Regions from separate parts of the Triticum aestivum genome. Here region 2 is linked to region 1. Evidence: chromatin contacts called from public Hi-C data. All regions are on one chromosome and are shown on one strand. The core of a region is the stretch at or near the end of the contact, and the rest is flanking DNA. Distances in the headings are between cores, read along the strand shown.

Evidence for each region. Hi-C and Micro-C count contacts between places; a contact is called where the count stands out from the background.
Region 2: a Hi-C map of leaf shows a contact between it and region 1, with 3 times the contacts expected there. The contact joins the promoter of LOC123054011 here to the enhancer-like site in region 1. A contact is called at or near these places in 2 of 5 Hi-C or Micro-C datasets (leaf and root).

The regions. Positions count from the first base shown.
Region 1 is chr2D:487,136,967-487,143,814 of IWGSC CS RefSeq v2.1, reverse strand. No RefSeq gene overlaps it. Among protein-coding and RNA genes, the nearest start is that of LOC123054010, 20 kb to the right of the region's middle. Within about 2 kb of position 4,849, at least 1 of the 8 cell types and tissues checked has an H3K27ac peak or open chromatin away from gene starts, as enhancers often do. A contact at or near this core is called in leaf, where this site is marked.
Region 2 is chr2D:487,173,959-487,180,381 of IWGSC CS RefSeq v2.1, reverse strand. It overlaps LOC123054011 (beta-glucosidase 16), which reads right to left and starts at 2,350. Exons shown (of 12, transcript XM_044477653.1): 1 at 2,093-2,350; 2 at 1,891-1,957; 3 at 1,028-1,089; 4 at 835-910; 5 at 667-741; 6 at 470-557; 7 at 43-295. The coding sequence starts at 2,218.

The DNA.
Region 1 (6,848 bases), core at 3,600-6,099:
GCGAATTATGGAATTCACTACACCGGGCACCCAAAGGTGCTTGAAGGGTATAGTAACTCAAACTGGATCTCAGATGCTGATGAGATAAAGGCCACGAGCGGACATGTATTCACTCATGGAGGTGGCGTTGTTTCTTGGAAGTCTTTCAAGCAGACCATCTTAACGAGGTCAACAATGGAAGCAAAACTCACAGCACTAGATACAGCTACGGTCGAAGCAGATTGGCTTCGTCGGCTCTTGAATGACTTGCCGGTTGTTGAGAAACCTGTACCGGGTATCCGTATGAACTGCGACAATCAAACTGTGATCACGAAAGTGAGTAGCTCAAAAGATAACATGAACTCGTCAAGGCACGTTCAGAGAAGGTTAAAGTCTGTTAGAAAAATGAGAAACTCCGGAGTTATTGCATTGGATTATATCCAAACATCTAAAAATCTGGCAGATCCTTTTACTAAGGGTCTATCATGTAATGTGATAGATAATGCATCGAGGGAGATGGGTATGAGACCCACAATATGAGTTGTTCACAGTGATAACCTAGTCTATGTGATCAGAGATCCCGTGAATTAGATGTGGAAATCAAGCTGTTGATCAACTGAGAGGAGAGTATCCTTACTATTAACAAAACCACTCCATGAAGATGCAATACTCTACTAATCTGCATGGCAGGTTGATGTACATCTTAATGCGTTCTAAGTGGCTCATCGAAGCAGAGATGTTGTCCTGCAGAACATCTTTTGAAGAACACACCTATATGAGTCTGATTGTTAAACGTCGCAATATATGAGAGTAGAGTTCTTTCTAGTAAACTCATGAAAGTCTCGGAGTATGACGCATAAGCTCCACCCGCGGGGAAGACCCACGGTAGCCACGTATCGGTCAAGGCTTTATGTGAAGCTAGATTCGCAGAAAACTTGCAGTTCAAGGCCCAGTCCACTGTTCAAGTTGCTTACTAGTGTAGCATAGAGTTCTAGGTGGAAGTTCAACTTAACAATCTCCACTGCAATACCGGTATATAAAACTGTGTTTTGGAACCAAAGGCAAATTTTGTGTGCCTCTGGGATCTGGTGGGGGATTGCTGGAATTTTGTCTATTTTGGTCCAAGCCCAATAGCAGTTTCAGAAATTCCTAATAAATCCTAGAGGCCCACGCAGCCCATTCGTGCAAGGCAAGAGGTGGAACTAAAGTTTAGTCCCACATTGCTAGTTTAGAGGGAGTTGGACCTCTTTATAAGGGAGGCTCTTTCCCCACATGTATGAGGATGGGAACAAGATGGACATCCACGCGCGCTCCTCCTCCGCCGTCCACCTCATCACGACGCGCCGCCTCGCGGGTTGCGGGAGCTGAAACGTTTTTCTGTAGTGGACACTGAATCCGAATGGCTCGCCTCTTCGGCTGAAGTCTGTTCGTTTCGTCTCCCTCGTTCCCTTCAGCTCCCCGCGCAGCCTCTCGCCTCCTTCTCTTGCGCCTATAAAAGGGAGGTCGCTCCTCTCAGAGAAACGCACCAAAACTTTATGTCCTTCCCCATACCGGCTTGCGGCGTGCACCACAGGTCGGTACATTAGGCCTCCGAAACTGCACCTCTTTGAGTCCTGTACGGGAGAAGGGTGATAAGGTTTTTGGGGAGCGCTTCGCGCGACTACTGACTTCTTCGTCACGGACGCCCCAGATTCCGACGACTTCTTCCCCGGCGTCGACAACGTCCTTGACGACATGGCTGGCGAGGACACTGACCCCAAGTCTAGCGCTTCTGCTGCTGCTGTCCCGTATGTGTTCTTCCTCTTTCTTTTAGAGGCCCTGCTACAGTTCCTTGTTCTAGTGTTTTCCCTAGATATGTTAGGCTCTATTTCATGTATGCAACTTGCTATACTGTCTACTCTAGATATGTTTAGTTACAGTTCATATATGAAGATGTTGTTTACCTTCTCTTTGGCAAATCGCATGACTTGTTTTATCACTGCTCACTACTAGGAAAAGGCCTACTAGTGGCGCACCAGTTTTGCCTACTAATGGCGCACTACTGGTGCGCCACTAGTACCACGGCACTAGTATTTTTTACTAATGGCGCACCACTGGTGCGCCATTAGTATAGGCCACGGTGCGCCATTAGTATTTTTGAATTTTGAAGGCGGGAAAATAGTAGTGGCGCATCGTCTAACCCCCATCGTGCGCCATTGCTATTTTTGAATTTTGAATTTGGATCTGGATCGCGATTTTTTTGCCCTTTTTTGCTCTTTTTTTTCAAATTTTGTTCTCGTTTTTGGATCTTGTACGTTCTTTTGCCGTGTTCTTTTGCCGGAGAGGAGTTCGCCGGAGAGGAGGGCCGAGGTCACCGGAGAGGCGCTCGCCTACATCGCCGGAGAGGAGGAGGAGGTCGCCGGAGAGGAGTTCACCGGAGCATCGGAGAGGAGGAAGGAGAAACCATGAGGGAAGGGTAGGAGAGGAGGGAGGAGGAGCTCACCGGAGAGGAGGGAGGAGAAACCGTGAGGGGAGGGGAGGAGAGGAGGGAGGAGGAGGTCGCCGGAGAGGAGGAGGAGGAGGAGGTCGCCGGAGAGGAGGAGGGTAGTATGGTGGAGGAGAGAAGGGGAGATGGAGTGGAGGAGAAGAGGAGATGGAGTGGAGGAGAGGTGGAGTGGAGGAGAAGAATGAAGAGGTAAGGAGGATAGGACCACGCCCAGCCATATATACGGCATAGTAATGGCGCACCGTGGGCAGGTGCGCCATTACTTTTTTTTTGATTTATTTTGAATTTTGAAGGCGGGAAGATAGTAATGGCGCACCATTGGCAGGTGCGCCATTAGTAAGTTTGAATTTTTTTTTTGAATTTTTTTGCCTCTCCAGATCTTAAAAGCCCCGTATCTTTTTTTCTGTTAGGTTTTTGAGGATTTTGAAAAAATTTAACGGGTTCCCCCGGTTAAATTCATATGTATCTTTTCGACTAGATGATTTTTCATATAAAAAACTTTTTCATCCGAGTTCGTATGCAAAAGTTATGCCCATTTTACAAATTCTCGAGAGATTTTGCAAAAAAGTCGAAAATTCATGTTTGTAAATTTTGCTAACAACTAGACCATATATCACATGGGAATCTTATTTTCTTTTATTTTTTTGACATTTCTATCATTTTCTTTTGAAACTGAAAAGGCGGTCCACGGGGGTGCATTCGGGGGAATGTTTGGGCCAAATTACTAATGGCGCACCATGGGAGTGGTGCGTCATTACTAGTTCAACTAGTAATGGCGCACCACACCCACAGTGCGTCATTAGTAGCGCCAATACTAATGGAAACATAAAAAATTTGAAACATCATCCCCTGGTGCGCCATTACTAGTTTTGAAAAAATAAAAAAAATTAATAATGGCGCACAGTGCATGTGGTGCGCCATTAGTATTTACACACTAATGATGCACCAACACATAGTAATGGCGCACCACATGCACAGTGCGCCATTAGTGTCCATATTGGCTATAGCTGTTTTTGTAGTAGTGGCTATACTAGTTATGCTTTATCTAGTATTTTTGTTAATAAAATTATTTGATAAATTGCTCATATTTCCAACAGTACATGCCCTAATACCATCAGTACTGTCACGGAGGACCATCCCGGCACCAGCCTCGCCCGTGTCTTGAATATATGATCCGTCTACATTGAGCTTTACATGGCCATGGGCAGGGGTAGACCACCTAGCAGGAGCTACGAGACCAGCCATCCCATCTGAGATCAGTAACGGCCGGCCCATTGCATCGACTGCCGTCTTGCCTTTCACCACATCACCAGCTGGGGGATACTTGATAGTACTAAACAGTGACTTCATATAGCTTTGTAGGAAACGACAAGATGCTTCCACATGAGGTGGTGATTTTTCACGGACTATTTCATTACGCACATGCCATGTGCGCTAGAGGATCATCAGTACTCGCATGCGCACATCATCTCCTAGATCATATAGCAGATCGAACAGTCACTCAACACCAGTCGGACGGACCCTTGATATGTCCGGCAGTCTCCAGTGCTCCGCCATAGCATTCCACATAGCAACCGCCCGAGGGCATCTGCAGAAGACGTGGAACATGTCCTCTCGCTTCATTGCACATAATGGACATATGTCGGAGGTTTCTAAGAACCGTGTGTGCTTGTTAGCCCAGGTGGCCAGAGAATTTGATGCGAGCTTCCATGCAAATATACGCATCTTAGGTGGAACAGGGCAGTTCCATATTAGTGCCCAAACGAAACGTCGCCCGTCCGATGCCCTGCTCGATGCGACTGAAGTAGGCAGAAGTCGTTCGTTGAGGGCGAGGTGGTACACACTCCGAACTGAAAATACTCCGGTCCGCTCGGCCGCCCAAGCGATTACATCTCCACCAAGTCGTGGCGACGCTCTGATCTTCATGATCTCTTGAACATCAATATGCAGGAAGTATCGGTGGAGCAGGGTGGCATTCCAGTTCCCATACCAGAATGACCGTTGATTAGATGAAGCAAATCGTACCACAAGAAGCTAGGCTATCCAAGACATTTTCAAATATTTTCCATTTAGGAGTAGTATTCTAAGTTTCTTGAAAGTAGAATGGCCAACTTATACGTACATGAATTTCCAAGTGGATGAGATCACTGTTTTTTCTTGTGTATAAGTCCATTGAATTCCTGAAACTTAATTGTGCAGACAGAGTTCTGCAGCAAGCGGATTCAGTCACGGTCGATATGTTTCTGACATTACTTGCACATTTCCTCGTGACCCGTTTAATAATCTTTGAGATATATCTACACGACGGAGACAGCCACCAACCAAAGTTGGACAAGTCAGAGCGAGCCGTCAGCATCCAAGAGTACGAGAGGACCGGTCGATTACGGGAACGTATCGCCGAGTCGCCGTACGCGCGTGCGTCGGTGCGTGCTCGCTAACTGAGGACGGGACTGGATCGAGAGATTTTGTGAACGTCGTGCAACTTTAGCGACACGGTAAACACAGCAGGGTCCTCCCTCACGTTACTGACATGGATCCGACGTGTGTTGCTTTGGAGCGATTGCGTTGCTCCTGTTCTATCGTAGGAACATTTTGCATGTACACACACGCACGGTACGGCACGGCGGCAATGTTCCTCAGTCAAAGTCGATCGAGCTGGTCCTGTTCGCGCTGCGCCTTGAGTGAGAATGTGAGATATAAGGACGCGTTTGGTTGGTCGCATTAGGTTGTGTCAGACTCGTGCGGGAAGAATCTGCCCCATTCAGTTGCCTGGACGACATCAAAAACCTGGACTGCACGAACTTCAAAGCAGGTCTCAGCCTGGCTCTGGAGAAAACGGCCGAATCGGCCGTTTTTTGTGAGCCAGGCTCGCTCGAGCCACGCGTGGCGAGCGCCTGCACGCCTTGGGACACGCGGGAGACGACGCGACTGCTCATAACTCCCTACGCCCTCTCCCGTCACCTCCCTCGCCAGTTCACACCCACTCCCTCTCTCTCACCTCATCGCTCGTTCGGTTTCTCCGATGGCCACGCCGCCGTCTCGCCACGCCCCACCCACTCAGGTCATCGCCGGCAGCAATCCCATCCAAGAGAGGTGGGTTGCCGGCCTCTCCGCGGCCGGAGTAGATCTGCGGCGGCACTGCGAGCTCCCTCCCCTTTCTGCACCATGCCGCCGCCCCGGGCCAATGCAGCGCCGGCGCCGGTCGCTCTGGCTCCGCCATCGGAGCCGATGGTCCTCTCCATCGGCTCGAACATCGCGGGGATCCAATACCCGCCAGCGCCGTCCTTTGCAGGCCCCTCTTATGGGGGTATTTTTACCCCCGTAAGAGGGTTTTCTCCTCTGTGTCCAGTGCAAGGGGAGGGGAGCTCAAGGACGCCGGCGTCATCTTCGAGCCAGTGCAGGCCGAGGTGCACGGCCGCGGCCCTAGGAATGGCCGGGTCCTCTTCATCGGCGGTGGCAGCACCCCTCTTCCCGCCAGGGTTTTCACCACGGCCGGCGTACGCTACACCAGCAACCCCCACTGTAAGCTCTCAAATCCCCCTCTGCTTCTTAGTTAGGGTTCTTAGGGTAGTTCATAGTGTGCTAGATTAGATTGTGGCCCATTCATTTGACCCGATTCGACTGGATTCTACTAGATTCGACCGGATTCGATGATAATCCACTGTTTTGGGGACGAACAAGAGTGCATGCTTACTTTGTTCATCCCACATGCCTAGATTGTTCATATGTAGTGGTAGCTTGCATCGTTTTAGTGCCGCATTGTTACTTTCTACTGCCAAATTGTTAGTTTGTAGTGCCACATTGTGTGTTCTTGATGCTACTACTAGTGTATATGCTAATGTTGTTAGTTCTTACTGATGTTGTTCATGCTACTCTTCTTGCTGCTCTTGTTATGTTGCTCTTGTTGCTAGGGTATGTGAGTGCATGTGGCATGCAAGTAGGATATACCTGAATGCCAAAAATAATAAATGCAAGTAGGACACGTGAGCGGTGGCTTCATCTGATCTGTGTTAGCACTGATAACTATAAACATTGATCAGAGTAGCACTGCTAATGTGTTACTACGTCCGTCCGGGTATATTAGTCCGCTAGGCACCGCATGCGTGTACGCGATTAGAAGGCCGCTGCCTCGTTTTCGCTGTGAAAAGGGAAATGACCGGCCCCACATCAGCACGTCTCTTTGCGCGCAATTAATTCCAGCATGCAGCGAAGAGACTTGGGCCTATGCATGTCCATGCATGCGAGGAAGGGAGCTCGGTGGTTGGATTCACGCGTCCCACTTTGGTTCTGCTGCAGTACAGCTGCATGCACAGATGCGAAAGAAACCAGGCAATCAATTCCATCCTTGGTCCCTGTGAATTGGTCTGGGGGACTTAAAAACCCG
Region 2 (6,423 bases), core at 1,101-3,600, 39 kb before region 1:
GAAGGAAGCTCCTCAGCGACAGAGCAAGTCTGTCGGGTTCACCTGATAGTTCCTCTTGTAGTTGTCGACGGCGGCGGCGTGCGACATGATCATGTTATGCGCGGCGACGTAGGGCTCCCTGTGAGAGTTGCCGCTGTTGCAGGTCCCGAACGGCGGGGAGCAGTGCTTGGGCGGGTAGTGGCCCAGCATGTAGGCGAACTTGGTGAAGAGGTTGGGCTCGTTGAGCGTGGTCCAGAACTTGACCCGGTCGCCGAACGCCTTGAAGCACACGTCCGCGTAGTGGTCGAACTCCTCCCTGTGAAGGAACAAAAGTTAATTAGAGCATGCATGTGCGCCAGTAGGAGTCGCATGCATGCACATTCCTGATTTAGCCAGGACGTAGTAGACGGAAAGACCGGGAACGTGGCTAATAGTAAAAGTCAAGTCACAGGGAGGGCATGTGCAACCAGTAGGAGTCGCATGCACGTACCTGATTCCGGCGCCCAGCCAACCGCCGTACCGGGTCTCCAGCTCGTGCGGCAGATCGAAGTGATGCAGCGTCACGAACGGCTCTATCCCTGCTTGACATTTTTGGCAGCAATACGTTTAGGATTGCTTCTCGTTGAAGATTAGCTAGAGTTGAATCTGCTCGTTCAGATGTGTGGCGTGGCGTGTGAGACTACGTACCTTTCTGAAGGAGCGCGGCGATCAGGTGGTCGTAGAAAGCGATTGCAGCCGAATTAACGCCTCCAAGCCGGCCTCCTACGTGGACCATGATTCAACGACAGTTAATTAGCTATAAGCAAAAATTTGTTAATGCTAATTTTGTGTATTGATTCGTGTTGGCATGCATACTTGGTAGGACTCTCGCCCATGAGATCGAGAACCTGTAGGAGTTGACACCCAGATCATGCATGATCTCCACGTCTTCCTGCTCAACAACAAGGTGATGTCCAGGGTTACATGGGCAAGCACAGTAAACTAAGAGATGCATAATCACATGACAAGTACTAGTAGTGATTGTATGTTGGGCTAATCAACACTGTACCATGTAACGGTGGTAGTGGTCATCCGCCACGTCCCCGTTCCGTCCATCGTTGATTTCCCTAGCTGTAGCAAACCAAAACATTTTGAGAGCAAAGAAGCTATTTGGAATATATGAAGATCACATGCGTTAGCTGATCTTCTTTCAGAATATATGAAGATCGGAAAATTTTTGTGGTGTTAGTTGATCCTCACGACAGCAATTGCCATATACAACACGGATAAAGCGCAAAAATTCTCTGGCCACTCGTATTATTATGGTTGTGTGCATGCAGAATCCTCCTTTTTGAAAAAAAAAACTCGCATTATTAAAGGCAGAGTGTTGCTGCAGTTGTGGCATCGCTGTCTCATAAGAATCCACGCCTACTGAATAAGTAAAATATTCAAATCCCACTTGGAAGATAAAGGAAATACTCCAGGGCGACGCCGTTTCTTTCCAAGTTATATAAACTCGAGGGAAAGGTGATGTGTTTGCCACACCTGCATCGGTGACAGTGAAATGGGTGCTGGCCTCCGTATCTTTCCGATGTCCGGCCTAGGGATCTCACTACTCAAACCTGAATCTTTCAAGGCTAACATTTTTGGAGTCTAGCAGTACTAGGACATGGCTGGCTTATGTCTCTGTCTTGCTGATAATTTACGGCCTCATGATTAGTACTAACATACATGGTAAATTAACCGCCGAATTGCTATGTACGGCCTCATGAACTATCACTATCTCTATCTCTCAGCGGAGCAGGAAGCTAACAACTCTTCCATTTCAACCTTATCATAAGCTAAGCATCATGGATCATCAGACAAAGGCAACATGGATCACAGAAAGACAACCAAGAAGAAAACCATTGGGTTTTGGGAATGGTCGCTTACACTGCGTGTGGGTGAAGACATCCCAGTTGCTGAGGCCCTTGCCGTCCTCCAGGTACGCGCCCTCGATCTGGAACCACAGATCATAGTTCATGCGTTGTGGTAATTAAATTAGCTGCTCTCTTTCAACTGGGCCTTGGGAACGAATGGTAGAGAGAAGAAGTACGACGAGGGTGAAGCCGGCCAAGCTCCACCACTCGCTAACCTGGTAAGAAGACGTGGCGGCGCCAAAGAGGAAGCCAGGCGGGAACTCGGCGCGGTCGAGCCCCCTCGCCGTCGGCGCGAGGATCGCCAGCGCCGCCAGCATGGCCATTGCCGTCGCCGCGGCCATTTCCTCAAGGTAGCTAAGCTTAGCAAGAAAGGCGACGCCCTGGAGTCTGGTTCTTGTCTAGCCCCCCTTCGACCGAAGCTAATTTAAAGGCAACAGCGAAGCTACGCCATGTCCCTGTCACCTGTCACCACCGATCAGTATTATATCTAGTCCTGCCTACGGAGTTGCGCCCATCTGCCTCGGGCCGCTGCCGATACATGCAGTACGTACGGCACCGCCGATATTTACCGCGCCGGCCAAGCTTTGGTTGTTGGTTAGGGTAACTGAGATCCACATGGTGCGCGTGAGAGCGACGTGTGACTGAAGGGCGATAATGGATGAAAGCTAGCCATGACGTACCACAAATGGCGCTGGCGCTTGGCGGACTAGTCGATGCCCGTCGAATCAGCTGTACCAAAGCGCCGGGTCCTCGATGGATCCATCTCAGCTTGCTCTTGCTCGTGCGTCCTCCGGTGCGTCGTCCGGGGGAAGAAACAAGCCGTCGAAAGCAACTTCGGCAGATGACAGGGTCGTGGCCTCACAGAGTAGGTAAGCACGGCACGCGCTGATCCGATCTGGTCGGGTTGGTGCGGCCCCGGATGTAGCCGGAGAATTTGTGCGCGGCCCGGCGGCGACATGTGGCGCTCACGTGGGGTGGGCGGCGTGGCGTCTCGCCAGAGTGAGTTTGCGGCAGGGAAGACGTGGCCGCGCGCGGCGAGCCACCAACCACCGGAATCGGTTCATTATCTTATCGCCAGTGATTGGTTTGCCACCTCGATAAGTTGTCGCTAGTTCTGCTTTCTCTGGGAACAAGTTCCGTAGGTGTACAACAGCAGAGGCGAGAACAGAGAATCTCAGGACGGGCAACACTTGTTCGACCATGTCAGACCAAATATTACCATGTGTGGCCATGTGCATGGCCAGGGAACACCAAGCCGATCAGTGTTTCGTGGGTGCAGCAAAAACTGGAGATAGACCTGGAGTACCGCAAGGACCATTGATTACATCTAGCAAATAGTATCATAAGAGACTACAAGTTCTTGACTTGGGGTAAATATATGCACTAGTGTGTAGACGTTTCTTTGTTGGCACGAAAAGGTCAAAAGTTGTAAACTAAGTACTTTAGTGATCTAAACGCTCTTACATTTTTTTACAGAGGGAATATCATAGTATATCCTTAAAAAAATCTCCTTTCATAATTAAAAAATACATCCAAACCTCCGAGGTTTATTTTGAGTTAAATGCATCAGAAATCCAAACAAACTCTCTGCTTCTTTGGTGTGTTTTTTTCAAGTTAAAGTTTGTTGTTATGCTTCACCACGCAACATCGCCAATGGCGAAGCCAAGAATCAAATATTAGAGGGGCCAAATGACTCAAACTTTGAAGTTACACTAATGCATGTGTTTTTTCATAAAATCCGAGAGGTTAACAACATAATAATAAAATAAGCATACATGTGCACAAATTTGGGATCATGGGGCTGCCTTGGCCACTCAACATTGCGTCGTGGTACAACCAATCTACTGCACGTTGGCCTCTTGACTTCTACACATGCATGTGTGAACACACAGACTTGACTCCAAACAACACTCAAGGCCCTAGGCATTGACCTTTAGACGTGCACGATTAACGTCCAACAATTGATACAGGCCACACACAACGGTGTAATGTTATTGGTTTGATATTTAAATACTGATAATTATTTTGTGCTACCTTCCCTCAACAACACAGCATATTTTCTCAAATGTCCATGTTTCTCGCTATGTCTAGTGTGTAGACTTTTTTTTCTTGTTGCGAAAAGGTCAAAAGTTGTAAACCAAGTATATCATAGTATATCCTTATAAAAACCTCCTTACATAACTAAAAATACATCCAAATGTCTGATGTTTATTTTCAGTTAAATGCATCAGAAGTCCAAACAAACTATCTGCTTCTTCAATGTTGGTTGTTTCGACACGCTTCACCTCGCAACATCGCCAGTGGCGAAGCCATGAATCAAAGATTAGAGGGGCCAAATGACTCGATCTTCTGAAGTTACACTAATGCATGTATTTCTTTTCCTAAAATCTGAGAGGTTAACAACATAATAACAAAATAAGCGTACATGTGCACAAATTTGGGTTCATGGGGGGCCTTGGCTACTGAACATTGCGTCGTGGTACAACCAATCTGATGCACGTTGGCCTTTTGACTTACACATGCATGCGTGTACACACAGACTTGACTCCAAACAACACACAAGGCCCCAGGCATTGACCTTTAGACGTGCACGCTTAGAGCAAGTATAATAATGGGCTTACAGCCCGCTTATATGGCACTTTTGCCTATATGGAGGAGAGAGACATAAAAAATGATGGGAGTGAGCTTTCATGCAAGAGCCTAGCTATATGCGTACTCCTAGGCAAATGCAATAAATATGAAAAAAAAGATAGAAAGAAGGTGAAAAAAGTCTTATAGCCAAATTTATAGCTAAACTTGTTGTATAAGTGACTATAAGTGATGACTATGGGGGTGTTTGGTTCAGGGATTTTTTAGTCCCAGAGACTAGAAAAAGTCCCTAAAAAGTCCCTAGGAACCAAACGGGAGGGACTTTTTCTACAGGGACTAGAAAAAGACTCTACTAAAGAGTCTTTTTTGATTAGTCCCTGGGACTAGAAAAGTCCTAGGACTTCTGAACCAAACACCCCCTATATATGACATGACAACATCATATAGCCCGCATTTAGCTATACTATTAACCATGCTATTAACGTCCAACAATTGATACAGGCTACACACAACGGTGTCATGTTGTTGGTTTGATACTTTAAATGTTGATTATTATTTTGTCCTACCTCTGTAAAGAAATGTACGGCGTTTTATGTCACTACATCTAAAATGTCTTACATTTATTTACAGAGGCAGTACTATATAGTTGGTTAAACTTCATTACGTTTGACTTAGTACAAAAGAAATGCACACTATTTAGCATAGATGGAGACCAGGTCAATTGCACACTAAGAGCATCTACAACTGGACTTAAAAAAATCTGCCCCTAAACGTCTGTGGACGCGCCCGGGCGAGTCCGCTCACCCTGCAAATGTCCACTTCCATAGTCAGGTATACCTTATAGTAAATCCCCATATCCAGAAAATCACATGCAACATAAACTACCTCTACGTAAATACATCTCGATTCCGCACATATTGCCCGGCTACTTCATCATGCATGCCATCAGACTATCAAAAATTAGCATGCTCTACTACATCAATACATGCTATCGGATTAAAAAAAAATAGGCATGCTCCACATACTAAGCTATGGAGAAAGATCATCCATGGCTGCCCTTGCCCTTGTTGTATATGTCGCGAAAGTAGCGGTCGAAGATGCAAAACGGAACGAGCCGGATCTACTCATCGCCGTAGCTATCCGACCTGGCACTATCCTCCTTCTCCTCTTTTGGTGGCCAGTCCGTCCATGGCACGAAACATTCGGTTTTGCTCCCGCGCGAAGGCACGCCTCCTCCTCCTTTGCCACTTCTCGAGGATGCGAGGCGTGTGACTCCGCCTCTCGGCCGCTTTGGCTAAGAGGGCTGTCGCAGCCTCCTGTGCCCTCTAACTCACACGACGGACATAATGCTCCATAACACTAGATGACCCGTCGTGCGTGCCGGCGTTGACCTGTGACTTGGAGCCTGATGCCGTGGGGGCGAGGCGCCACCGAAGGGCATGCGCCACCACACTGAAGTTGGGGCGCCAGATGGACTTCACCACGCCCAACGAGGCAGTGGGCACGTGCCTCGGTCCACCAGCCCCCGCAGATCTGAACGCCATTTGCACCGACACAATGGATTCCCACCGAATCGACTCCGAGCGTGATCGGGCGCTTTCCTCCCTGGAGCGTCAGAGAGCCATGTAGATGGCCATCTCATCCTCGTCCCCGCATGGGATGATGTCCCAGTCGACAATCGGGAGAGCTCGGAGTCGGATCCGTCGCCCATCATGGCAAAGAAGGCCGAAGATCACTGGAATAATGGAGTTTGGGGGTGGAGTGGCTAGGGTTTCGTCTCAGATGCAGAGGAGGACGAATATATGTGGGGTTGGGTGGACCGGCATCGGCCGGATCTGATGTGGCGGGCGCATCCGGCCCTCCCATATCTTCTCCAAATATAGGATGGATATGAGGGGTGCCGGTTAGCCAGGACGAATAGAACCGGTATGACGGGTGCGGCTGGGTCAAGATTTTG